7 separate regions of the Mus musculus genome follow, and regions 1, 3, 4, 5, 6 and 7 are each linked to region 2. A link is a contact called in public ChIA-PET, HiChIP or PLAC-seq and promoter capture Hi-C data. All regions are on one chromosome and are shown on one strand. Each heading gives the region's core, a stretch centred on a gene start, on an enhancer-like site or on the middle of the called end of the contact. The rest is flanking DNA. Distances are from core to core; before and after follow the strand shown.

What was found. Promoter capture Hi-C pulls out the DNA fragments that hold promoters and counts their contacts. ChIA-PET counts read pairs in DNA pulled down with a chosen protein or histone mark. HiChIP or PLAC-seq counts read pairs in DNA pulled down with a chosen protein or histone mark.
Region 1: a contact with region 2 is called in a promoter capture Hi-C map of neural stem cells. The contact joins the enhancer-like site here to the promoter of E2f7 in region 2. A contact is called at or near these places in 5 of 39 promoter capture datasets (cranial neural crest, hippocampal neurons, liver and 1 more), 1 of 15 datasets of contacts at CTCF or cohesin (the NIH/3T3 cell line) and 5 of 115 datasets of contacts at active chromatin or transcription factors (astrocytes, embryonic basal ganglia, embryonic forebrain and 2 more).
Region 3: an H3K27ac HiChIP or PLAC-seq map of microglia shows a contact between it and region 2, with 6 times the contacts expected there. The contact joins the enhancer-like site here to the promoter of E2f7 in region 2. A contact is called at or near these places in 3 of 39 promoter capture datasets (hippocampal neurons and liver) and 6 of 115 datasets of contacts at active chromatin or transcription factors (astrocytes, embryonic basal ganglia, embryonic midbrain and 3 more).
Region 4: a promoter capture Hi-C map of neural stem cells shows a contact between it and region 2. The contact joins the enhancer-like site here to the promoter of E2f7 in region 2. A contact is called at or near these places in 5 of 39 promoter capture datasets (hippocampal neurons, liver, maxillary cranial neural crest and 1 more), 1 of 15 datasets of contacts at CTCF or cohesin (the NIH/3T3 cell line), 3 of 484 Hi-C or Micro-C datasets (adipose-derived mesenchymal stem cells, cerebellar granule neurons and cerebral cortex) and 7 of 115 datasets of contacts at active chromatin or transcription factors (embryonic forebrain, embryonic hindbrain, embryonic stem cells and 3 more).
Region 5: an RNA polymerase II ChIA-PET map of memory CD8 T cells shows a contact between it and region 2, with 16 read pairs. The contact joins the promoter of Phlda1 here to the promoter of E2f7 in region 2. A contact is called at or near these places in 1 of 39 promoter capture datasets (pre-B cells), 2 of 484 Hi-C or Micro-C datasets (CD4 T cells and natural killer cells), 2 of 115 datasets of contacts at active chromatin or transcription factors (memory CD8 T cells and pancreatic cancer cells) and 1 of 9 other capture datasets (liver).
Region 6: an H3K4me3 HiChIP or PLAC-seq map of neural tube shows a contact between it and region 2, with 4 times the contacts expected there. The contact joins the enhancer-like site here to the promoter of E2f7 in region 2. A contact is called at or near these places in 9 of 39 promoter capture datasets (the 3T3-L1 cell line, frontonasal cranial neural crest, hippocampal neurons and 4 more), 1 of 15 datasets of contacts at CTCF or cohesin (the NIH/3T3 cell line), 7 of 484 Hi-C or Micro-C datasets (the C2C12 cell line, brain, cortical neurons and 3 more) and 9 of 115 datasets of contacts at active chromatin or transcription factors (craniofacial prominence, embryonic basal ganglia, embryonic forebrain and 6 more).
Region 7: a promoter capture Hi-C map of pre-B cells shows a contact between it and region 2, with 3 times the contacts expected there. The contact joins the promoter of Nap1l1 here to the promoter of E2f7 in region 2. A contact is called at or near these places in 1 of 39 promoter capture datasets (pre-B cells), 5 of 484 Hi-C or Micro-C datasets (CD4 T cells, CD8 T cells, LSK cells and 2 more), 2 of 115 datasets of contacts at active chromatin or transcription factors (embryonic stem cells and thymic regulatory T cells) and 2 of 9 other capture datasets (adipose tissue and embryonic stem cells).

Annotation. Positions count from the first base shown.
Region 1 is chr10:110,190,210-110,193,556 of GRCm38.p6, reverse strand. It overlaps LOC115487471 (a long non-coding RNA gene), which reads left to right. Exons shown (of 2, transcript XR_003949035.1): 1 at 1-3,347. It also overlaps a transcript of Nav3 not described here. Among named protein-coding and RNA genes, the nearest start is that of Nav3, 190 kb to the right of the region's middle. Within about 2 kb of position 1,311, at least 48 of the 459 cell types and tissues checked have an H3K27ac peak or open chromatin away from gene starts, as enhancers often do. A contact at or near this core is called in forebrain and neural stem cells, where this site is marked.
Region 2 is chr10:110,743,858-110,747,427 of GRCm38.p6, reverse strand. It overlaps E2f7 (E2F transcription factor 7), which reads right to left and starts at 1,989. Exons shown (of 13, transcript NM_178609.5): 1 at 1,749-1,989; 2 at 1,004-1,096. The coding sequence starts at 1,096.
Region 3 is chr10:109,964,323-109,967,991 of GRCm38.p6, reverse strand. All of the region lies in intron 1 of Nav3 (neuron navigator 3), which reads left to right. Among named protein-coding and RNA genes, the nearest start is that of Nav3, 34 kb to the left of the region's middle. Within about 2 kb of position 2,286, at least 2 of the 459 cell types and tissues checked have an H3K27ac peak or open chromatin away from gene starts, as enhancers often do. A contact at or near this core is called in microglia, where this site is marked.
Region 4 is chr10:110,086,737-110,090,096 of GRCm38.p6, reverse strand. It overlaps a transcript of Nav3 not described here. Among named protein-coding and RNA genes, the nearest start is that of Nav3, 88 kb to the right of the region's middle. Within about 2 kb of position 1,311, at least 5 of the 459 cell types and tissues checked have an H3K27ac peak or open chromatin away from gene starts, as enhancers often do. A contact at or near this core is called in neural stem cells, where this site is marked.
Region 5 is chr10:111,504,461-111,507,818 of GRCm38.p6, reverse strand. It overlaps Phlda1 (pleckstrin homology like domain, family A, member 1), which reads right to left and starts at 1,533. Exons shown (of 2, transcript NM_009344.3): 1 at 171-1,533. The coding sequence starts at 1,414. The coding sequence ends at 197.
Region 6 is chr10:109,904,941-109,908,445 of GRCm38.p6, reverse strand. All of the region lies in intron 1 of Nav3 (neuron navigator 3), which reads left to right. Among named protein-coding and RNA genes, the nearest start is that of Nav3, 94 kb to the left of the region's middle. Within about 2 kb of position 2,190, at least 31 of the 459 cell types and tissues checked have an H3K27ac peak or open chromatin away from gene starts, as enhancers often do. A contact at or near this core is called in neural tube and second pharyngeal arch cranial neural crest, where this site is marked.
Region 7 is chr10:111,471,125-111,474,485 of GRCm38.p6, reverse strand. Nap1l1 (nucleosome assembly protein 1-like 1) reads right to left here and starts at 1,259. Exons shown (of 16, transcript NM_015781.5): 1 at 1,135-1,259.

The DNA of each region.
Region 1 (3,347 bases), core at 62-2,561, 550 kb after region 2:
TAGATTTGCTTGTATGAAAATAATTGCACCCATAAGACAATCATGTATAAATACAAAGATATAACCACACATGCATTAAATGCAGATATAGATTTATGTGTTTCTGTAAGTTTATCTACATAAAATTTTATACCTTTACATTTAAATGGCATAATTACTATGGAATATATAGAAGTCAATCAGAGTTTTTGTAGAATTAAATGGTAGGAGCTCCTGAGATGGTTAGTTATCTATAAGACATGATCCTCTTCTGTTGAAGCAAGGCATCTGAACTAGAGATCAATAATAGGTTGTTTTATTGTTGCTAGAAACTAGAAATTTTAGGCCACTTGATAGGCAGAGTCTGTGGGTGTCTGGCACAGTCTCTGGCTTCAAAGTCTGCTTTGGATCCTGCCTAACTCATTCGGCTTCCCTCCTGGGGCTTCTTGATCACAAAATTGAAGGCCAGCTGCTGCTTGTCATTAGGAAACCCAGTGAGTGTCAACATGGCGCTGGGGGCTGTCATCTCTGGCTCAGGGGTCACCAAGGGAGGCCTGCACTCCCGCTGCTCGGGGCTTGGCATGGGTTGTCTCCAATCATAAATAGGCTCAGAGAAGATGTTTTCAATGTGTGTCTCTATTTTTAAACAATGTTTCAAACAAGAGAATGGCCACCCTTAGGTTTCTTCCAAGTACTTTTAGTGTGAATTGAAGGACTCTCTTTGTATCCCCCCTGTATCCCCCCCTAAAGCTTTAATGAAGTAGCTCTCTGCCCTCTGCTTTTGCACTCCAGTGTGTGTTCACTCAATCCTTTTTTTTTTCATGTAGCAAAGCCTCAAGAAATGCTTTATTTTCTAGCACCACTTAATGAAGACAATCATATTATGCCCTGTAGCTTAACAGTTGTGACTAGTCGTTTGGTGTGATGTCTTGGTCGCTGCTCCTACATATGGTGCTCTTGTTCACATATGCTAAATTGCTAAACTCTCCGAAATTCGGCTGGATGTTTTGGCTGAATAATTTCTCCTGGCAGTCAGATTGCTCAGGTTGTCTGTATACCGGGCATACTGAATTTGGTCTCCGTATATCAAACCATTTCATACAGTGTAATATTTTTGTTCAGCAAAGTCTTTTAAATGAAAAGAAAAATACTGACATTTGAACAGAAAGGCCACCAGCCTTAGGAAATGCCAGAGGAATTCTACAAACATCCTTTTTTCAGTGGCCTAGACAATTGGGATCTAATTCTTCTTGGGCAGCAGATGGAGGGAGTGAAAGCTGAGCTTCTAAATGGCATGAGTCTCTAGTTAAAGGGCTTGGTGCTGTGCCATGCAAACAGCCCTGCTTTTTTTCCAGCCCGCACTAAGAATGGAAGCCAGCTTTCAGGGAAGGCTGACTGCCTCTCAGAATAGTGTGAATCACCCTTGGGCATTCTAGAAGCCATCAGATTTTAATAAGAGATCTATTGAAAAGGAATGCTATTGAAATATCAAAACCTTCACATATATTAGCTCTATGATGTGTCAATGTTTGTTTATGTTTGGCTGTGCCTCAGTGTTTAGTCCCTTGGAATTCAATAATATGAAAGTGATGACGTGTTACTTTGACACATTTATCTTCCTCTTTCTTCCCTGACATTCCATTCCCTTTCTTTCACCCAGCATAAAAACATGTGCTTTCTTTGGGATTAGTTTTTGGGAGGAGAAAGTCAACCAGGAAGGAAGAACATTAAGTGGTAAAACTTGGTAATCTGCCAAATGTTTTTCTCAGTATTTTATCTCACCATTAATGTCACACAAATTCTTAGAGCTTAGAGATATGTTGACTCGTCTTGTGTCATGTGAATTCTAGGTTCTAACTTTTCAGCAAATTTTACATAATTTGTATCTATTGTCATTTTCAAAAGTTTTGTGCAATATTAATGATAAAATATAGTGTAAGGCTGATGCATTTTATACTCAAATCCTTATGCTTGCTTGAACAATAATAAGGGATAGCAGTCAATGTTATGCCTTTTGTTAGAGAAATTGGGGACGGTAGCCCACATATTACACTTATATGAAGCTTATCAATTCTTATCATCCATGAGAAAGGTGGAAGTAGAGATGAAGGAAATAGGGTTTTTACTGCATTAAACATATTGTGACAGATACAAGAGCCCATGCTCTATCATCATCTATTTTCATGAAGAAAGAAAGAAAAATGGGATGCATCTTAGGTTTCTTTCTATCTTTTAAGTACATGTGCCTAAGTACTATAATTGGCCATCGCTGACTTGTCAGAAATCCTTGTGTACCATAATGGTCTGCCAGCAGCAAGAGTGGACAGAAGCACCACTCAGTAATTGATTCTGTTTGCTGAACATCTGGTGGAACAGCCTGCATGTTTAGTTGGAAGAAATGTTCCCCAACCGGAATAAGTTTGCTGCTGGGGTTTAGAGCACTGTCGTAACACCTCGGGGTGCTCTGAGCATAAAACACATAGCAACTGGCAATTGAGTCAATAAAATCAAATGGGGATGAGATGAGACCTTGTCACACAGGGACTGTGGTGACAGCTCCCCTACACCAAGATCTCCTAGCTAGATTTTACAATGGAAAACAGACGATATCTACTCTATAATTGTTTTACTCTATGCTGCTTATAGTTAGCTATTCTTTTTTTTTTCTTAAATGGAGATTAGCTTTAATAAATGCCAGGAAATAAAACTCCATTATGAGAAGAAAGGAATTCATTACCAGAATACAATACTTGCAAAGTGTTTCTATAGTACAAGTTTGTAGTGATTGGAATGTGGTGTTGACTGTGGAAAACATTCTCATTTGGCTGTGTTTTTGTCTAACGGGTCTGGCATGTGCTGGGGTATTGTTTGGTGGCTTGATTGTTTTGCTCATAAATGTGTGATTTTAACAATAATGAAAGTTCAAAATGTGCTTTTTGTCTCACCCAACAGCTGGTGATCAGGATTCTAAAATGTTTCTGTTTTTATTCTGTTATTTACTTCTAAGGATCTCATGGTATGGTCTATTTTATTGTAGGACATTATCAGAAAAGTTTTCTAAGGAAGTAAGGAGGTTGAAATAAGCCTGAGTGCATTGCCAAGATCATTGGCATAACCCTGTTTGCCTAAAACTGCAGCAATGAATCCTATTAAGATGATTTTCCTAATAGACTGAGATTTCCTGGTGATAAGAACATACAGTTAGTAAAAACATCACTCTACTGCATACCTGGGCAAAGGCCCAAGGCTATGGAGGTCATAGACAATAGCAGTGAACCCTCTACTCCTGTATTGCCAAAGAGACATGCTGTCAAAACTGTTTCATAAATATTAATGTATATGCTTATCGGCTCATTCTGCCCTTAGTC
Region 2 (3,570 bases), core at 740-3,239:
CAGAACTATTCAAATTACAAAGGAAAACAGAAAAGTTTTATTTTGGAACTGCCAAAACCAAAACTTCTAAATACACACACACATATATATATATATATATATATATATATATATATATACACATACATATACATATACATATACATATATATATATAGTTGTAGTCTTAAGTAACTTTAAGAATACTCTTTAAAACAAAAACGTCTTGGTATACATGCCCCCCTCTAACAAACATAATAGCTGCCAAATATTGTATAAAGTCTTGTATAAAGGCAAGTCTTTTGTCACCAGGCAGGTTCACTGTTGATGCTAACCTAAAACTAACACTTGGACTCCAGAGAGGTTCAATGCCTAAGGAAGTTGCTACTAGAGATTTCCATTCCAGGTTTCTGAAACTGGTTTGTTACATCTGTTTGCTGTTGCTTAAACAACGCTCAGATTCACAGCTCTGTCTTCTCAAAAGGACATCTGTTCTGCACACCTGTGCTGATGCAGGCCAGGGTGGTTTAGACATTGCTGAGTGTGTGGCTCAGTATATCTGAAGCAGAAGGGCTGTCAACTATTCAGAGGAGCTGGTGAGGGTCAGTCACATTGACCCCTGTCTAGGAGGCAAGGCTGTAACTCTTGGGAGACATCTCTGTAGTTGGTCCATTAGGAGGAAGGTGGTGTTTCTCAGCATTCGGACATTAAATCCAGTATTTACAACAACAAAATCCTGTTCCAGGGAATTAACGCTTTCTAATTTCTTCCAACATTAATTCAACTGCCCTTGGGATCTCTAGGCATCACAAACTTCTGATCACTGCATCCAGAATGCACCTTTGGCTTCAGAAGCTGGTTCCAACACTAATGACTTAAGAGGAGCCGAAACAAAGGTCGCAATGGCCCCATTCTCTAAAAACTCCTCTATAACGGCCATCACAATTATGCTGTATACGAGACGAAAGCTAGGCATCACCATCCAAAACATGCTGGAGACTATAAAGTATTTATTTGTGCTTACCTTTTGTGCGTTCTCTGCATCTTCAATGGCAAAATCTAGTCTGGTCTGCCTGGGGCTGATCAAGTCTTTTAGTGTTAAACAATTCACCTCCATCTGGAACACACAACTATATCAGAAAATGATTTTACATTTATTTCCCCCTACAACAACAACGACAAAATGCCACTTGTGAACATCAACTTTCCCTTCCTACAGCATTCCTGGAATTTTCCAAGAATGAAGACACCCTCCATTCCTCATTAAAACTCACACGGACAAACACTTAAAATATACTTAGGAATCACTGGAAATCTGGGAAGACGAAAAAACTGAACAAAACTGCAATCCTTTATGAAAAGCAACAGGCAAAATAGTTACCAAGGAAGGAAGGTGTTAGGCAAATGCCAAGAAAGTTACAGGGTCTCCCAGGTCAGTTAATTTTGGCGCAAAGAACCGGGAGGAATTCAACTTTGAGTGGGTTTGATCTAGGGGGTAGACTGAAACCTGATCTAGAGACCAACCCATGCGGGAAGCGCTCAGCCCCTCCCTAGGCATCTAAGCACACCCCAAGTGAAACTCTTCCCAGGGGACCCCTAAATCGTGGGGGTAGGTGGTAGTGGGGACCAGCCTCCTTCACCTAGCGCTGCAGCCAGCACAACCCCAGGGGGCACTCGGACCCGGGGCCTGTGGGACGGCATCCAGGGCGGCGGGTAACCCGTCTCCGCATTCCCGCCTCCCCATCCGAGGGGGCCGCACGCTTCCTTACTGTCGCTGCGCGATGGAGGGTCTCTCCGGGGACGTCCGCAGCCGCACGCGTGAGCGGGCAGAGCGTGTAGATCTCAGCGGCCGGCTGGCGACATGGGCAGGGCAGGGCAAGGCTCGCAGATCCTCCGCTCCACCCGCGGTGTCCGCGTAGCGACAGCGTCTCCTACCCGCCTAAGCCAAGCTCCAGCCCTGGATCGCGGTCCCCGCTAAAACACCTCCTCTGGCGCCTTGAGACTGAATTTGAGCATTCACCAATGCGCGGCGGCCGGCGGGGCGGTGCCGACCAATGGCGCGGCGGCACGGCCCGAAGCCCCGCCCCTCGCTGTCTTGGCGCTCGGCGCCGCGCCTTTCCTCCCCTTCGCCCGCCCGCCGGATTGTTGTCGCCTCGCCCCCTCCCCCTTCCGGGTACCTGGAGGCGGTGACGCGGGAGCGTTTCCCGCGGGGACGCGGGCGCGGACGCGGGAAGCCGGGGCGGGGCGGCGCGGGCCGGCGCGCTCTCCGCGGGGCGCCCTTTTGTTGTGGGGGACCGACCCACGCCGGCCCCCAGCGCAGCAGATGGAGCCGGGGAAACGATCCGCACGCGCGGGATGCTGCGGACGCCGCCCTGCCCCCAGCAACCTGCGGGAGCCGAGTTGCCGGGACCTGCCAGGGCGGCTCCCTAGCACCCGGCGCCGCCAGGTGACACGTGAACCCTGGTTAGCACCTGGGCTGCGAGCAGATGGCACGCCCGTTAGCCCTGGGAACAACCCCGGCAGCCGCACCAAAGGGGGTTTTGCAAAAGGTTTCCTGGTGTTCCCTCTCCAGAGCATTAGAGATGGTCGAGAATGTGTTATTAGACAGTTTCTAGTAAGGACTAGCTTGGGGGATGGGGGAACAGTCAAGAATATCTCTGGAATATTACTGATTTCTATTAGACCTTTCACTTCCTTCGGATTCTTATTTAAAATATGAACCTAAGGAAAGACTGCTATTTTAGGCCCCTCTTGAGAAACTCTTGTTTAGAACCGTTTTGGATTTGCACAAAAAACTGAAAAGATACTTTAAAAGAGTTCACTCACATCTAGTACCCAGTTTCAGCCACTTATGTAAGTACAAAGCACTTGTTTAAGTCACTATTTATTCAGGTTTTCTTTTTACCAAATGCTTTTTTATTTCCTGTTGGAGGACATCGCTTTTGTTCATCTCTCCTAAGCTCCTGGTTCAGTTTCTTGGGTTGATCCCCAGATTTTCCCCGAGTACTGTTATTTTGTAGGGTGCCCTCAGCTGGGATTTATAACGGCCTCTTTAACACATGCCCACGAGTATTTCCCCACTTCAACGCAAAACTATCATTCTCATTACCCCGTCTTAGCCGTTCCGTGCAAAGGCCCCACCCTTCACCTCTCAGCTCTCAAAAATGTACAATGAGCCATCAGAAGAATTCAAAATATTTACTCAAGTCCTTCGGTTTTTACTCCAGTCTGCTGGTACATTCAGCCTGAAAATGGCTACCGGACTATACCTTAGAAAAGACCAGAACGCATGTAAAACAATCCGCATGAACAAATAAACAATAGTAGCTTAAAAAAAAAGTATGTCTATGGCAAATAACAATTTGAAGACTATAGGGATAGCTCAGCCAATAAAGTGCTTGAAGGATCAGAGTTGGACCTCTGGTGCCCATGCTGGTGTGGAGGTGCCTGTGCTTGCAGCACCAGCAGGCACAGACCGATCCCTGGGGCTTGCGGACTAGCCTGTTTAATAAGCTCCAGATAAAGGAAAGACCCCCGTGTCAAAAACCAGAGGTATGGGGTTGGAGAGATGGCTTAATCAGTAAAGTGCTT
Region 3 (3,669 bases), core at 1,037-3,536, 780 kb after region 2:
CAAGAATTTGAGAACACCACAGCATCATGTTGGGTAGGAGGTCCCTGGATCATACCATGTAGAGGGAAAGCCAGATCTTTTGCTCCTGTGAACTAAAATTAGAGTTCTTACAAAAACATCCACTCTTGCATGAAATCTGCTCTATTTAGAAGGACAAGTGTCTTTAATCACACCATGGAAAGTTCCCTCAGCAGGTCAGTGTGGGCTGTTTAAAATGATCGGATACAAGTGCACATGGACGGAAGCCCCCCTCCAAAGGAAGGAAGTGAGGCCTAATGACTACAACTCATCTTTGAAGAGGGTTGACTTAATTCTGCAACGACTGTATACAATTCCTTACCGTTTAAGCCAACTTCTTAAGTGTTGAGAGAACTATTATTTTGACTTCATGTTGGAATAACAACATACAGTTCTTAACAAATAGCAAATACTCTTTTAGGCCAAATTTTTTTAATGTTTAATGACTTTAAGTAAGATTGTTTTGAAGTGATAGATATATTCTAAATTTGCCACTGATATGATATACTTCTATCCATTTCTTGTTGGAAAAATCATCTTCATACATTTTAATATCTTTAGGTTATACATTTTAAATATTGGATGCCCCATTCCAGTTAAGGCCTTTCCTCCCTTTCTACCTTCCTTCCTTTTGTATATCTATTCTTTCCTTCCTCCCTTTCTCTCCCTTCTTTATATATATATATACACACACACACACACACACACATACACACGCGCACACACACACACACACACATATATATACATATATATATATATATATATTTCTAATTGCTAGTACTTGTTCAAAGTCTTTTTAAGAGTTTTTGATTTCTCATCTTACTGTTAACTTTTGTTCAGTTTCAGATTTTGATTCAAAGTTGACTTTATCAGGGCCACCTTCCATGGCCAGCCTTTGCCTCCCAGATTTCTACAGATTTCCTTTGCTTTGTGTCCTCTGGCAGTAACATGTGCTTTTAATTCAGGGAAATTATCATGATTTTTAAATACTTTTTAGCACAATTTTATGTTGAGTATATTTCTTTCTCATTAGCCCATACATTTCAGGGGGTAAAAGCAAGCTTGTAATATTTTTTTCCTAAGAATTTATTTCTGATATCTAGTATACGTTAGGCATGTAGTACCTATGTAACAAATAGTTAAATATATCATATATGTATTATGTCAGTCTTCTATTTTGCATTATTTGCATATTTGCATGTAATTGGCATGATAAATGAACTTTGTTGTTACCTATCTCAAATTTTATGTCTTCAATTAAGTGAATAGTTAAGTGTCACTAAAATGCACAAAATCTGGATATAGCTTCATTTTACAAGTGTCCAGTGTCTGTAGACAATAAATAACTAATTTTAAATTTGTACTATTTTCCTAAGTCGTGAATAAGAATAAGTTATATACTTTAAAGTTCAGAATGAATTCAAAGGTTATAATTATTATTGGATGCTCTACTGGTTCAAGTTATACAAGACTGTGTTTCGAGTACTGATCTTTAAAATGGAATTTATTATACCTATCTTATTGATATATATTTATAATGAATGAGTGAATGAATAATGCACATAAAGACATGTGTAATAGGAAAAAGGTTGTTTCATTTTTCTTCTTTTATGGATTTTGTTACTTTGCTTGAAGTTAATAACCATGATGAAAAATGCATAAGGTGAGTCACCTGAGGATGCAAAATAAATCTATATTCCATTATAAGAAAATGCATTTGTTTAAACTTACAAATACAAGCCAATTGGCAACAGGAAAATTATTTGTGGTAACCTCGGCCCCTGTCAGTATTTTGTAGCTGATGTCTACGTGGAAAATTGGACATCTTTGCTGTAGGTACTTCCTCTTATCTATAAAAGAATTTACAGGCACAGAAGGCTAGCAAGCAAAAACTTTATTTAGAAGAGGAAGCAGTTAAGAGAATAACATACAGACACTGGGAAGCAGCAGGCAGTAAAGACCTCACTGCAGGGACTTGGGTCTTGTTTCTTATAGGCCCAGAGATGTTAAGAGGATTGTGTTTAGTAGGGATTATCAACATAGTTTGACCTTGATGACTTTATATAATTACATTATGTGACAAATTATACAATTATACCTTAGGGACATGCATATTTTAATTTAATGCTGAAAAATGAGTGTGGTAGAGTCAATTATCCTTTAAGTTTGCACTTGTCCATGGACCACTGTCTGTGGGAGAGCCAGTAGTGTACATGCACTCCACAGCCGCACTGTGAGGATTGCCCCTATCTCTCTCCTTTCCAGTTAGGTTAGAAGGCTGGATTCTGGGCTGTGTAAAATAAGGAAAGGACACCATGAGGAGAGAGTTGGGCCCTGACCCTGCTTGCTGACTTTCTGTCTATCAACCCTTCTCAAGTAAAGAGCAAAGTGCTGGAGAATAAACCAAGTCTTAGATTAACTAGTTCATTCATTCATTTCGGTGTTAGAGATTGATTCACAACTAGATCTTGGGATCTTTTTTAAAAAAATAGATGTAACTAAGTGTATTTATATTTGAAAATATTTGAGAGAACACCTCTTTATATTCCAGCTTGCAAGCGGCTGTAAGTATGTAAGATCTGTTTTGGATAGTCTGAACCTGATGTCCACAGTATCTTCATCCTTCCTTTCCTATTCCTCCAGCTGAAGGCTTTCACCTGCTTGTCAGGTCCTTTCACTAAGACCTCCTGATCTTATCTAATTACACTGTTTTTACAAAACCATGCCACCCCTCTTCATCCTGTTTTATTTTTCTTAATGACACTTACAGATGTGTTACAAGTATCATTTAATTTCCAAATTAGATCCGTGATGCCTTAAAACCCAAGAATTATTTTCATTCCTCTTCTTTTCCTGCTGCAGTTTCAGTTCTGAGAATATTACGTTGCAGGAGAGATCATCCTCTGAGGCAGTTACATTGCATAGAAGACCATCCTCTGTGTTTCTGAATGTAGCTTTAGGATGAGCAAGAGACCATCTCCCAAGATCGTTACATTGTATAGGAGACCATCCTCTCTGTATGAATGTAGCATTAGGATGAGCAAGAGACCATCTTCCAAGATCGTTACATTGTATAGGAGACCATCCTCTCTGTATGAATGTAGCATTAGGATGAGCAAGAGACCATCTTCCAAGATTGTTACATTGCATAGGAGACCATCCTCTCTGCATGAATGTAGCATAAGGATGAGCAAATTCCACTCTAGGTCATCTAAATGAATAAGCCAGAGTGATGCATGGATTGTGGGATGTGTGTGTGTGCGCGCGTGCGCACATGCGTGCATGTGCATACATGTGTATGAGTGTGTGTGCCCATATGTGCAAACACACATGCTTTACTTTGGTCTTTTACTTCAAAGAAATAAACAACTTGAAGGAGTGCTTATGATTCTATAATAACAAATATAATAGTAGCTTAGGATTTGGGATAATTTTATGCATTTCAGATTTGTCTACCTATAGATTTTTAAATGTGTAATTTTCATAGGTACATATTTAGAGATACATGATGTACTATGAACAGATATATTTCTGTCTTCTTTTAGTGAGTAGCATTTAAAACTAGGATGACTGTGGAGCAAGGGACATCGGAAGGATGCTTAATACTTCAGTTTATTCCATAATATTCTTTATTTATGACTGCCGAGC
Region 4 (3,360 bases), core at 62-2,561, 660 kb after region 2:
GACATGGCTCTGGGGGTGGGTGTGCCCTTGTGTTGTATGCAGAGCCTAGAGGAGGACCACGGGTGTCCTGCACTAGCCATCATTCCTTAATCCTTTGAGACAGGGCCTGTCACTACATCCACAGCTAGGTTGATCAGCAAGTTTCATCAGTCTACCTGTTGGTGCTAACTGCAGTGTTGGGTTAAGGATGCACACTCACACCGGGTATCTTCCATGGATGCTGGGATCTGAATTCAGGCCCACATGCTTGTGCCTTAGCTTTGACTCTCAGAACTACCTGCTGCATAAGCTCGTAGATTGACTTTTTCTTGGTTTGTGTTGGTGTTGGTTTGGGTAATATGAGAAGCAAACGGCATTACATGGGAGGAGCAGTATCCAAATCCAGACTGAGAGTCCTACTGTATGCTGTTGGGGCTCAGGCATCTAATTGCTCCGATGCTGCCCTTGTGTTTGTAGATGTAGATGATGGCAAGCTGTTCATCGGGACCCTTGTAGGTTTACTGTGAGGAGGGAAAGTCTAAATTCAGAGCAGTGATTACATGTAATGGCTGCTAAATATGTCCTGAAAATATGGATGTTGGTTTTTTGCAAACTAATTTCCTGCAAAGTAATGTTGCTTAATTTTTCTATCCTTTCTTTCCTCTGTTTAACAGAGTAATGAAACTTGAGTTTAATATTTAAATTTTTGCTGTATGCTCTATACTTTAACTCATATAAACTTTCCTTTCTGATATGCTGAAATCTTAAAATTCAATTATTTGTGTAGATATTTTGCATTTACATTTATACCAGATATTTCTAAGGGATAAAACATCACAGAACAATCACAGATGAAGAGAATCATCTTTAGTTATGTCTTTCTTTTCTAAACCACTGTTTCCGTTTATCCTGCATGTTAAAACAATGAAGCTATTAGTCCAAACTCTGAGACTTTTAAAATGCCGTAAAGTCCTCACCCATTCTCAGAGATGTGGGGATTGACACTGCAGATTTCCTGGAGAAATTCAAAGCTATGCAAGACTGTTCCCAAACTTGTGAGAGGTGATACACATGTGTATCTTCTTAAAAGCCCCTCGCTTATGGATTGAGGAAAGTCCCTTTGTGGACTCTTCTCATCCCAGAGAAAGAGCTCTAACCAGGCCTGGAAAACATTGGCTGTTTGGGCTTTTCTTTTGTAAGAAACAGGAGGCCAATATACCTCCAGGAATGATGACATCATGCACCTCCAGGAATTATGACGTCATGCTCTCAGCCATCACCAGGCTTGTGCTTTGTGTGTTGAAAGGCTGGCATCCTGTCTCAGTTTTCTGCTGCACAAATGTTTTCATTGAAGAAGGGCAACAATGAAGCTCCCGGACAACTCTTCAACATGATGCTCATTCTTGTTTATTCTTTTGTTTGATTGTAGGAGTGCGTTTCTACAGACAAGGGAAAACATGAAAACGAATTCAGCTGCATTTGGGCTGCACTGTGTACTGTGATGTGACTAACATATGTTGTTTAAGAGGAATTTTAATTACCCTTTGTTCAGGAAAACAAAAAAAGAATGGAGTGTTCTTGTAATAAATGTACTTGTAATTTCCAAGAAAAGTGTAGACTTATGTTGAGTGTTAAAGCATCAGGTAGAAGAATGCTGATAATTCTGTGCAAACATTATGCCAATAATTATGTTCAGCTGTAACTTTTTATTGGCTTTTTTCTATTTATATATTTACTTATTTATTTATTCATTTATCGACTTAACAACCTGGTCACAGCCTCCTCCCTCTCCTCCCAGCCCCACCCTTACAAATCCCTCTTAGCCATACTTCTCAACAAAGGGGAAGCCACATTGGGTCTCACCCTTCACTGGGACATCAAATCACAGGAGGAATAAGAGTATTTTCCTTCACTGAGGCCCAACCAGGCAGACCAGGTAGGGGAAGGGGATCCACTGGGAGGCAAATGAGTCAGAGGCAGCTCCCACCCCAGTTGTTAGGGGGTCCAAATTAAGACCAAGCTGTACATCTGTTACAAATATGAAGCGGGGTCTAGGTCCAGGCTCTACATGGTCTTTGGTTGGTGGTTTGGTCTCTGTGAGCTCCCACAGGCCCTGGTTAGTAGGGCTCTGTAGGGCTCTTGTGGTGTCCCTGACTCTTCCTGCTCTCTCAGTTCTCTTCCCTACACTTCCACAAGACTCTGGAGCTCAGCCTAGTGTTTGGCTGTGGTTTCCATCAGCTGCTGGATGAAGCCTCTCAGGAGACAGTGATGCTAGGCTCCCTGGGACATCAAGTCACTGCAGAATGAGGCACATCCTCTTCCACTGACAGCTATAACTTTTAATATAAAGCTAACTGTAAAACATTTTTTAAAAGAAGGAAGTATTCTGATTACACATACATTGTGGTATTTTGGGAAAAATAATTCTGCTAAAGTCTGAAGGAAATTTTGTTTAATAATGTTATTATATGGGTCATTGACTGTATAGATTGTTTTGAAGAAAGTCCAGGCTGTTCTTTTCGTTTGTTTATATAGGGAAATAGTTTCAATTAAAGGAATAATCTGAAGTGAACTTGGATTAGGCCAAATATTTATAGCGTGGCATTGCTGATAGAAATTTCCTTCTGTGCCTTGAAAATGTGTTTGGAGATAATAATTTTCTAGCCAAAATCTTATTCATTAAAGTTAGCTCTCTGGATTTGAAAATAATTGTGTTATTGTCTTTACGCTTTGCCATTCATCCTTGGCACACAGCTTCAGTAAGATAAGGTATAGGTAAATGTGTACAGACTTTCTGATCAACCCTGCTTCCAATACTTCCTACTTTATGATGAACTCTTTAAAATACACCCAGTTTCTCCACCTAGGGAAGGAGCAACAGCATTCCCTACTCTTCAACAAATAATTGGTCGACTGCCCATTCTATGCAAGACACAGGGCAGAGTGGTAAGATCCAGATGTGTGAGTGATGTTGTTACTGCTGGCTTCTGGGAGATGCTGTGGTGTGTTAAATGTCTTGTTGTGCTGGGCCTCCACTTGGTTTCCTATTAGTTAGCCCCACCTCTTACTGAAGTAACTATCAATAAACAAAACCATACGCCAGGTGACCTTTCAGTTCTGTGTAACTATGCCAGCTGAGTTTTACATTCAGTGGTATTGAAAAATAAAAGAGAAATTGACTCGCGAATGGGTTGTGCTGAGCTGTTGCTTAAGGAGGCTGGCAGGCTGTTGAGACCAACAGAGCTGAGCAGATGTTTAGAATGTTCTACTATGTGCCCAGCACTCTGGTACCTATTAAAATGTCAGTGTTCAACAAAATGGACATGACTTCTTCCCACTCATACAAATAAACTTCAAATCAAGACAGATGCTGTGGATGGC
Region 5 (3,358 bases), core at 284-2,783, 760 kb before region 2:
CTGCCTCTACAAGCTCCGGCTTGCCCATCTTCTTTCCACCTCTCCAGAAACTTGAAACGATTTTTTTTTTTAAACTTTGCTTCGGGAGCGAAATCGGTCAACAAGCTTCCTACTCTTCCCAACAGCCATGCTGGCACGTTTCTAGGTGTCCCAGGTTGCCAGGACCTTACCTTGAGTGGCCCGGGTGCCGCCCTCTTCAGGCAGAGTTGGAGGTGCTGCGGAGAAGCCGGTGACCCTGCGGCTGCGAGTGAAGAGGCTGGTGCGCGTGCTGGAGTTGGTACGGGTGAGGGTGAGGGTGAGGGTGCGGGTGCGGGTGCGGGTGTGGGTGCTGGTGCGGGTGAGAGTAAGGATGAGGATGCGGATGCGGGTAGGAGTGGAGCTGTTGGGGTTGGGGTTGGGGCTGAGGTTGGGGCTGAGGTTGGGGCTGGGGTTGGGGTTGAGGCTGGATCTGCGGCTGGGGCTGGGGTTGGATCTGCGGCTGGGGCTGGGGTTGGATCTGCTGCGTCTGCGGAGGCTGCTGCTGGACCAGGTGCTGCTGCTTCTGCCTGGTAGACTTGACCGCCAGTATGGCCTGGCGATTTTTGTACTGCACCATCTGCAACGTGATCTCGGCGTTCCAGCCCTGGTCCTGGGGGCACCGAAAGTCGATCTCTTTGCCCTCCGTCATCACCACAGTGAAGTACATGTACTTGCCCTTGCGCTCCACGCAGTCTACAGTCTTCATATTGGAAAAGTGCAATTCCTTCAGCTTGACTGGTGGCTCAAGGCTGGCGACGGTGGGGCCACTAGGTTGGGACGGTTCGGCCGTCCCCTGCCCGGGCTGTTGCTGCTGCTGCTGCTGTTGTAGCTGCTTGGGCGGTATGAGCAGTAGCCCTTCCTCGGTGAGGATGCAGCACTTTTTCTTCCAGAGCTGCAGCAGCCCGTCGCTTCGCTTTTCCAGCACTCCTTCCTTCAGCGCCTTGCAGCCGCTGTTCTCCAGCATCCTTCCGGCATAAGGGGTGCTGCTGCTCCGCTCGGCCTTCAGGCTTCCAGACGCTCCGGCTGGGGGTAGCAGTAGCAGCCCTGCGCCGTCCTCGCCCCAGCGGCTTCCGCGGCCGCCCGCCCGGAGCGCGCAGAGAAGGCTGACTCGCAGGAGACAGAGCGGTGGCGGCGGCGGCGGTGGCTCGGGGTCCCGGCAGAGGGACAGGCGCGTCCTGACTCGCCACAAGATCCCGGAGCCGTGAGCGGGCTGCTCTCTGCCGTCCTCCGGCGAGCGCTCACTGAAGGGCACTGGCCGGGGCCCCTCGCGGCGCTTTTCAATGGGCCACCCTCCCCACCCCCGAGTGACACCCAGCGGAAAAGGCGGCTCCTGGCGCCCGCGCCGCGGGGGAAAACCCAGCTCCGAGAGGCGCTCGGCAGCCGGCGTACGCCTCATTAACTTGGGGCCTTCCCAGAGCCCGCCGCGGACACGCCCCCCGCCGCCGGCTCCGCCCCAGCCCCGCCGCCGGCTCCGCCCCCGCCCCGCCCCACCGCCCACGGCCGCCCGCGCCGCCTGGAAGCAGGTTCTGGAAACTCCTGGAGGCTCCACGCGGTCGCTGAGGTCGCCGCGGCTGCCGGGCGGCGACTGCCGACGCCCAGAGGGCGCCGAAAAACCATCCCCCCACGGACCGGCCCTTCCTTAGCAGGTGGGCTCTCCGCTGCGGGGGTGGGTAGCAGATCCAGGCAGGCCTGGGGAGCCACCCCTGGGGTCAACGCGGAGCCGACTCCAGACAAGGGCATAAAACTTAGGGGACGAAGTTCCATAGCGGGCATTACCCCCCCCCCCCCCATAGCTATGTAAACATCTCAGGGAACAAAACCCAAGAGTGCTTCGAGCTTTTTTGTTGTTGGTGTTGTTCAGCCATTAAATAAATAGTTGTTCCTGGGGGCAATTAGCTAAGGCAAAACAATAAAGCTACCAGTTTGTAGTGACAGGGAAATAAGGGTGGACTCACTCCAGGTATACATTCTTGACTTCCTTTCCTGCCACAGAACACAGGCAAAATAGCCAGACTCACCAAGCGGTTTTTGTTTTTGTGAGTGTATGTTTTGCTTGTGTGTGTGTAGTACGTATTGTATGAGAACGCAGGTCAGAAATCAGCAGATCCCTAGAACAGGTTCTGGGAATTGAACCTCTGCGAGGAGTGCCATCTCTCTAGGCCCTCGGGTTTCCTTCTAGATCAGACCTTGCAGTCCACAGCAGTAGCAGGGTAGGCAGATGTCCAGCATTGGGAGGTCATACACACAAGCCTTGGCGAATGTCCTACAAACACCTGTGGGAATCTGACTCTGGAAAGTCCTAGTCTCCGTCTTGCCTTTAAACCTTTCCTGATAAGGTAGACTATAAAGCACAGATCTAGTCTCCAGTTTGGGAAAATAACCTCTAAGCCTCCTCTCACCATAAGGAGATAGGACAAAACAGGCTGTTGGTCAGACAAGGGCTGCTGCCACACCGCCAGGAAGAATCAGGAATCCAATCGAAGAGAATGTCGAGGATGAACTATTCAAAGTCTTTCGTGTGTCGTGCTATGAAACTCGAACTTAATCTGAGAGCTAACAGAAATGTCTTCTCGAAAACAGAGTTCTTGGACCTTCACCCAAGGTTCTGATCAAATGGACCAGTTCAAAAAAAACAATTCTGAGTCTTACATTTGGACTCATTTTACAGCCTTTCGTTTTTGTTCCCCATTCCCCCCCCCCCCCAAAAAAACAAATGTAAAGATTTCTAATGTGATCATGCATAAGCATTATCTTTGTGTATACCAAGAATAGACTTGTAATTCTGATTACTAACCACCTTAATTTCTTTCCCCCACCTCTGTAGAACAGGTCAGCACTCCAGAGTTCCTATACTACCAGCTGTCTTTTTTCAGCAGAACAGCATTCTCTTGTTATCTGGAAAGTGCATTTATAGTATCCAGAGTCCCTAAAGCCAGGTAGAGGTTTGTAGCCAACACAGAGAGGCATAGTTGAGAAAGGTATCCCATTTGGAAAAGCACTGAACTGTGAACTGTAGCCCAGTTTACCAGGCACTATTTTTCCTAAAACAGTTGCAAATGCCCAGTCATCATAGATTTCCAACGTGTTCACTTCATTCTGACTAAAGACTTTAAAATTCCCTGATTCCCTCTGGCTGTTTCACAATTAGTATTTCTGTGGTAAGCTATGTGTACATTGACCACAATAAGTTCCATTATTGGAAATTTAAGTTTCAGAATTTTGTAGCCTGAAACTCTGCTCTGTTTATTTCAACTGCCACCTCACTTAACTGGCTAGAGAGACTTTTTCCTAAAGAAAACAAACAAACAAACAAAATCCTCAAAAGATAAATCGTCAGAAA
Region 6 (3,505 bases), core at 941-3,440, 840 kb after region 2:
AAGGAGTTGACAGTAATAAACGTTCCTTTAAAATTATTACAATTTGTATTATAATTAATATATATATCCATATTAAAAGTGAACTACTTCTAATATTGTTAACATATAATAAGTATATTAAGTGAAAGTACATGCCTGAGTTCATTCAATCTTCATAGTGATTTTATTCAGGGATAATAGTCATTTCTTCTTTAAGAATGAGAATCCCTGCTCCCTGGCCCTGGTATTCCCCTGAAAAGTAAATGAAGAAAATATCTAATTTAAAAAAAAAGAGAGAGAGAGAAAGAGGGGTTCAGAAATTTAACCAAAGCAAAGAAAAAAAATGAGAATCCCTGGTATTGAGAAAATAAATATTTAATCAGTGGACATCACATGGATTGGAAGTGGCAGAATTTAAACTTAGTGCTATAGAATGTCACCCAAATAGTACATGTTTTATAATAGGTCCTAAAATTCATTTTCATACATTATACCTTTGATTTTATCATTTTAATTACTATCAATGAATATATATACGCATAAACACACAATAATATATAAATATATAATTAGAACTTCATATATATGTATGTATGTGTGTATATATATATATATATATACACACACACACACATATATATATATACACACACACACATATATACACACACATATACTCTTTTTGGTTTGGAATAAATTTAGTCTTATTATATCTTCTTTATTTTCTAAAGTATAATTCATAGAGATTTATATAACATTTGTTAATCAAAATACTTGAAGAATATTGGCTTTGGAAGTAGGAATTCTCTATATTTGACTCATTGGCCTGAAGCTTGATGATTGAAATATTCAGTGAGTTCATACAGAAGTTGCCAAATATTTTAATTTGTGTTCATTTTATATTATTCACATTTACACCAACTTCTTCCCTCAAAACCTACAATTAATTCATAGACCAATCCTGGAAAACGTAACACACTTTGTAACTCAATCATAGCTGGCGCTATGAAGTTGAATACAATGACGCCCTTGTGTGCTGATGAACCAGAGGAAAGTTTTCAGGCCAAGCCCAGTGTCAGGACACAATTTGTCTTCCCTTTGCATCAGCTCAAATAACAGAACTGAACGAAAGTTGACAGCTTTGTTTGCATTCTCCTTCATCAGAGCATAACATAGAGTGCACTGGTGAGCTTGTGAGTTCTTACCACATCTTCTATTCATGCCCACTGTCTCCTTGAAGACATGCCCCATTTCTCACTGCTTTCTTCCACTCATGCAGTTTTGATTTGAGAATTTTAAGGAAAAAAATATGGGTGTGCTGGCATATGCCTGCAATCCCAGAGCTTGAGAAACGGAGGCAGGAGGATGGCTGCATTTTCAAAGCTATCCTGGTTAGCGAAATAAATTTGACCTTAGCCTGAGATATATAATGGGATCTTATATTACAAAGCAAATAAATAAATAAATAAATAAATAATCTATGTAAATGTGTTTTATTTATTACAACAGGTAATTATATTTTGCATCTTAATTGTTTTATGTCTTGCCAGCTGTATTATAGCATTTCTTTGGGATATAGTATTTCACCCTCTCTTGTGATTTTTCTTGTAGTCTATCATTTCTTTTACTTATAGGAAATATACACATTCATGAAAAATAATGCCTTACCAAAAGTTTGTGCGTGTGATTTTTTAGGCAGAAATGTGGTTTCATTTTATTGGGTTAGCAACTGATTTTGCTGACTATGATAAAAACCAGGCCTATGGTCTAAGCAAACTTTTAGGCAACGGCCTCAAGTTTGCAATCCATCCCCTTGAGAAAAGACTGGAGCAAGCCAGCAGGGTCTGCCCATTTGTTTGCTCTGAGGCTTTCTACCCAGTGCTAAAAGCCAGCGCGGTAGCTTCTGTTTGTTTGCCTAAGATCCCTGAAAGATGTGCGCCCACATTAAGGCTCTTTCGATACGAACCAGGAGAATACAATCAAAATGCAGTATTGCTACTTATCTACTTCATTCAGTTTGCTATCTACTATGAGGATGTTTCCCTGTAATCTGCTGTCCTCCTAAAATAAAACCCATGCATTGTGGACGGTGACACAGGCGACCTCTCCTAGAGTCACCGAGGAGAACGTGACCACTCTGATTCAGTAGTGTCTCTTAGTCGAGGAAGCAGAGAAACCAGAAATCCCAGCTAATTAGAAGATAAGAATCTGGCAGATGGAGGGAGCCAGAAGGAAGCTGTGCAGTTTCTCAGCCTCTGCCCCAGTTACTCCAATTGCTTCATCCCTGTGAAGCAATTAACCTTAACAAGTATTTCTTCTTATGCTAGCAGAGCAAAACACAACAGTGCTGATCGTGGTCTCAGGGACATCTTCAGGAGTGACTATAGATCTTGTTCTTTACGGAGGGACCAGTTGTTAGTCTTGTGTCTTGGTACAATTCTCAATGCAAGGATTACTGTTCACCCGTGTTTATAAGTTAGGAAGCTTAGGTGACATTCCTAAGTTTGCAGTGGTCGTAAACTCCTCTGGGCCTCTGACCAGATTTGTCTAACTCCAGAAACCCAGTCTCCTCCTCTCTGTGGGTCCTTTAAAGTCAGGTGATGGTCCTGTGGCCCCTGCCTGTGGAGGGACTGGTACAATTCAAGTCTAACTCAGACTCTGCTAGCAAGGTGAACTTGGAACTCTGTAACACAAGTAAAGTACAGATAAAAGAAGGGAACTTAATGCTTTAAATTTATGTCTTTACAAAAAGGAAAAGGAAAATTTCCAGTCCTATAAATAAAATAAATCCTTAAGATTCACTGTATAAATGAGTATTAGGGAATCACCAAATAAGATCATTTAGAAATTGTTTATGTTGTGATCTAGAGGGAGCCATGAATCATTTTCTTATATGCAAACGTTGGCAAAATAAAGATTATAGATACGGAAATTTAAGTGGCACTTTACCAACATAGTCTCTTTTATGTGCCAATATACCTTCAGGTTTTCACATGGTGAGAAAAATAGTATCACTAGATATGCCTTAGAGATTCCTTGATATCTTCTGAAAAATCTATCTTCTATGTTTTAATATTTGGAACTTTTCTACCCAGTAATACTCTGAAAAATTGATCAGTCTGTCTTAGATGTTTAGCTATATAAAGTATTATCATACTAATTTTCAAAGATATCTGTGTGCATGTATATGTGTGTGTGTGCTCACACACATGCATCATTTAAAATAATTAACATAATAAGAAATATTAATTATCCTATATGGGAGGGACTATACATTTGTACAACATTATCAAGCATGTACATTACCTATATAACCATGTACATGTGTGTGTGTATATGTGTGTGTGTGTGTGTGTGTGTGTGTGTGTGTTTGTGTATGTGTGTGTACCAGAGCCTTATCTGTTTCCTGAAGTGGCCAGAAGAGGGCATCAGGTCACTCAGAACTGCAGTTATAGACAGTTGTGAGCTGCCATGTTGGTGCTGAGAAGGTAATCTGGGTCTATGCAAGAGTAGTAGTAAATGCTCT
Region 7 (3,361 bases), core at 10-2,509, 730 kb before region 2:
TATGTTGGCTCTCCTGAAATTAGAGGTGTTGGGAAAGTCTTTAAAACGTTTCTCATTTTGGAATTTAGAGACAGGAGACAGTCTGAAGTAGTTAGCCCTGGAAGATAGCCTGTATGCCTGGTGCATCCTTTTAGTCTGGGAAGCCCTGCCCTCTGGACAGGACCTGTCTCCGCCCTCCCTCCGATGCCACTCCTGAGATCTTTACAGAAATGTGGCGCACTGAGCTTGGTCAGTATATTATTAATGCCTTGTTCCACCCCATGGTCCTTCCACTTCATCCCTAGTGAGAATTCTGGGGGGAGGGAGGGGGTGCTGCCTGAAGGGAAGAACCACGCTGTTGGTCTATTAAACTCGAACCCCACTCCCCACCCCCAACAAGCCAGCCCTTCTTAGTTTTCGTCTCAGAACCATCTGGAGGTTTAAGGAGACTAGGATTAAGTCTCTCCACACAAATATACCCCGGCCACGTTACCCATCGAAGTTCTAACTGTACCTGTGAGACACAAAACAAGATCTTTTGTTAAAAAAAAAAAAAAAAAAAAATAGCTAGGCTGAACGCTTTGCACGTGTTAACCCCTTATAACCCTGGCGGTGGAGGCTGCTCGCCCCTCCATCCTCCCATCCGCTAGCACAGTTCCCTCCAGGAAGACCCAGGGAGCCGGTGAGACCGTGGCGGGACTGGTACTCGTGGCGACCCCTCCTCCTCCTCCAACTCCGACGGAGGTGTCGGGTGGGCCCCGGCAGGGGTCTCCGGCCGCCCGCGGCGCGGTCCCCACGTGCCCCGGCTCCTGCGCGCCGAGGCCGCGCGGCCTGCACAGCCCCTCCCTGCGGGCGGAACTCGCGCGGCCACCGTTCCTTCCATGTCCCCCATCCCCGCGGCCCGCCTCGCCGGGGTTGCCCTCGCGGTGGGCTCCACCGAGGCAGAGGCGGCCGGGCGACCCAGGGCGCCCCGCGGCGTGGCCTCCTCCTCCTCCTCCGCTCTCCCGCGGCCTCGCCGTCCCGCGCGCCCCGCAGCCGCCGGCGCTCCCCGGGGTCCCTCAGGCCGCATGGCCGCTCCGGAGCGCTCACCCCGCGGCCTCAGCCCGACACCTCGCAGGCCCCCGCCACCCGGCCCTCCCGGCCCCCAGCCGTTACCGTTCCAGGAGGCTCGGACGCGGAGCCGGGCGGCGGGAGCTGCGCAGGCAGTGACTCAGGGCGGCGGCAGCGGCGGCGGCGGGAGGAGCAGGAGGCGGCGCCGCGAGCAGATGGCGCTAAAAAAGACCCGAGAGCCCGCCGCTCGCGCTCATATACAATTAGCGTCAGCACGTAGGGCTGCTCCGACGCCCTCCCCCTGGCCTCGGCGTTGCGTAGCAACGGGAGCGGGAGGCGGGCCTGGGCCTTGTTGCCTGGTTACAGAGCCGTCCTTCTTCCCCGGCACCTTAGGCTTCCCGCCTGTGGCGGTCTTGTGCTCGCCATCTCTTCTCCCTTCTACGCTGCGATGGAAATCCCAATCCCACAGCGACGACCCATAGGTCCCGCTCCTGGTTCTCCTTGCCCGCCTGGGTTAGGGACACAGCCTAGTGGCAGGCTTGCAGTATCCTGGCTAGGATTCCCATCCGCATCCAGACCTAATCCCAGCACGCCTCTCCCCTCTCCCCACCCCCTTCTCCTCTGAAACCATTTTCCCACTCTAGCTGAGAACTAACAACTCTTTTCTTGTGACCACCGCGGCAGCGTCTTCGGCTGGTTTTGCTTCTAACTCGGGGCGCCTCTACGCCTTTTAGGGTGTTCCACATCACGTTTACCTGATACACAACCCTTCATCTCTGCTTTAGTTCATTTGATGGAAGTAAAGAGCGTATTTTTGCGTATTACTGCTTTATAATGAAAATAATCAGCATACCAATTTTTCATCTTCCTGAAAAAGTAAATCAACCCTTAAGCTCATGAAATCTTGCAGCTATTTTTCAGTTGACTACAAATCACCTGTTCTGTTAACTATGTTTGGTGCTTTGGGGTTTTGTTTTTTAGGTAGGGCCACAGTGAGGCCCTGCAGGTATCAGATTTTAAATCTTTCAGAGAGTGGCTATGTGCCACAATTTGAGATCGTCAAATCAAACAGCTGTGCTCCAAGTGTGGTCTTTATGGTGGGAGGTTAATCTGTCTATAATACTAAGGCACTGTCTACATTTTACATTCCCATCCTCCCACAAGCCTTCACTGGAGTCTTCCAGACACTACAAGTCGTGAGATAGGGCAACATTGGAAATACAAACAGACAGACAGGAGAATCTGGTTATCTGTTGTGAAATCAGGCATGGAAGAACTTGGCAAAAAGTAGTATGTGCATACAAAAGGCTATGTGCTAGTATTTTAGTGAAAGAATAACTACTCTTTGAGTCCTTTGGATGTAGCTCATTTGGTAAGAGTGCCTGCCTAAGATGCATGAAGGCCCCAGGTTCAAACCACAGCATCACATAGCCCACACATGGCTTCATTTCTGGAGTTGCACCCCTGCAGAGATAGAGGCACAGGGATAAGGAATTTAGGGTCATAGAGAGTTCCAGGTCAGCGCGGAATATTTAAGGCCCTGTAGCAGAAAAAAAAAAAAAATCACTGTTAATTTCCAACAAGATAACTATCAGTATCTGGAATGCACACAAAGGTCTCTGGGGGAAAGTGGAGTGTGGTGTCACACACCAGTTAAGCCAGAACTCTGGAGATAAAGACAGGAGGATTTTCAACTCTACTGCAGCCTGGCTACGTAGTGAGACCCTATCTTAAAGCTAAGCAAAGCTTTTGGACTTGTCAAAGGTTTTTTGGGGGCTTGCTTATTGGTTTGTTTGTTTTTAAAGGAAAGATCCTGGGACATCTATTAGTTTCCCTGAAACTTTAAAATGTCTGTAATTAGCATTAGTCAAGTTGTTCAAGGTCACATGGGAAATCTAGGATCGAATCCAGAACTGTTCAAATGATCACCTCCTTTTGCCAAGTCATGGAATTCACGTTTCGGAAAAAAAAATGTCAAGCCCAGGCCTCCATCATGAAATGAGTTGTGTGGCAGCCAATATCAATACAGCAGCACCTAGGAGAAAAACCTGGGTGTGTCTGTGAGGGCGTCTCTAACTTGTGCTCGTTGAAGTGGGAAGTTCCTCTTTTGGGTTGGTGACATCCATGCATGGGCTGTCTTGAACTGAATAGGAAAGAGAACGCAAGCGGAACACCAACATGAACTGCCTTTTAGCTCTTGATTAGATGCAATGTGGTGAGTGTCACCATGTTGTCCCCGATGGGAAAGACAGATTGCACCCTCCAACTCTGAGCCACGGCAAATCCTTCCTTCCTAACGTTCTCTCAATTAGGCATGCTTTCACCGCCATTT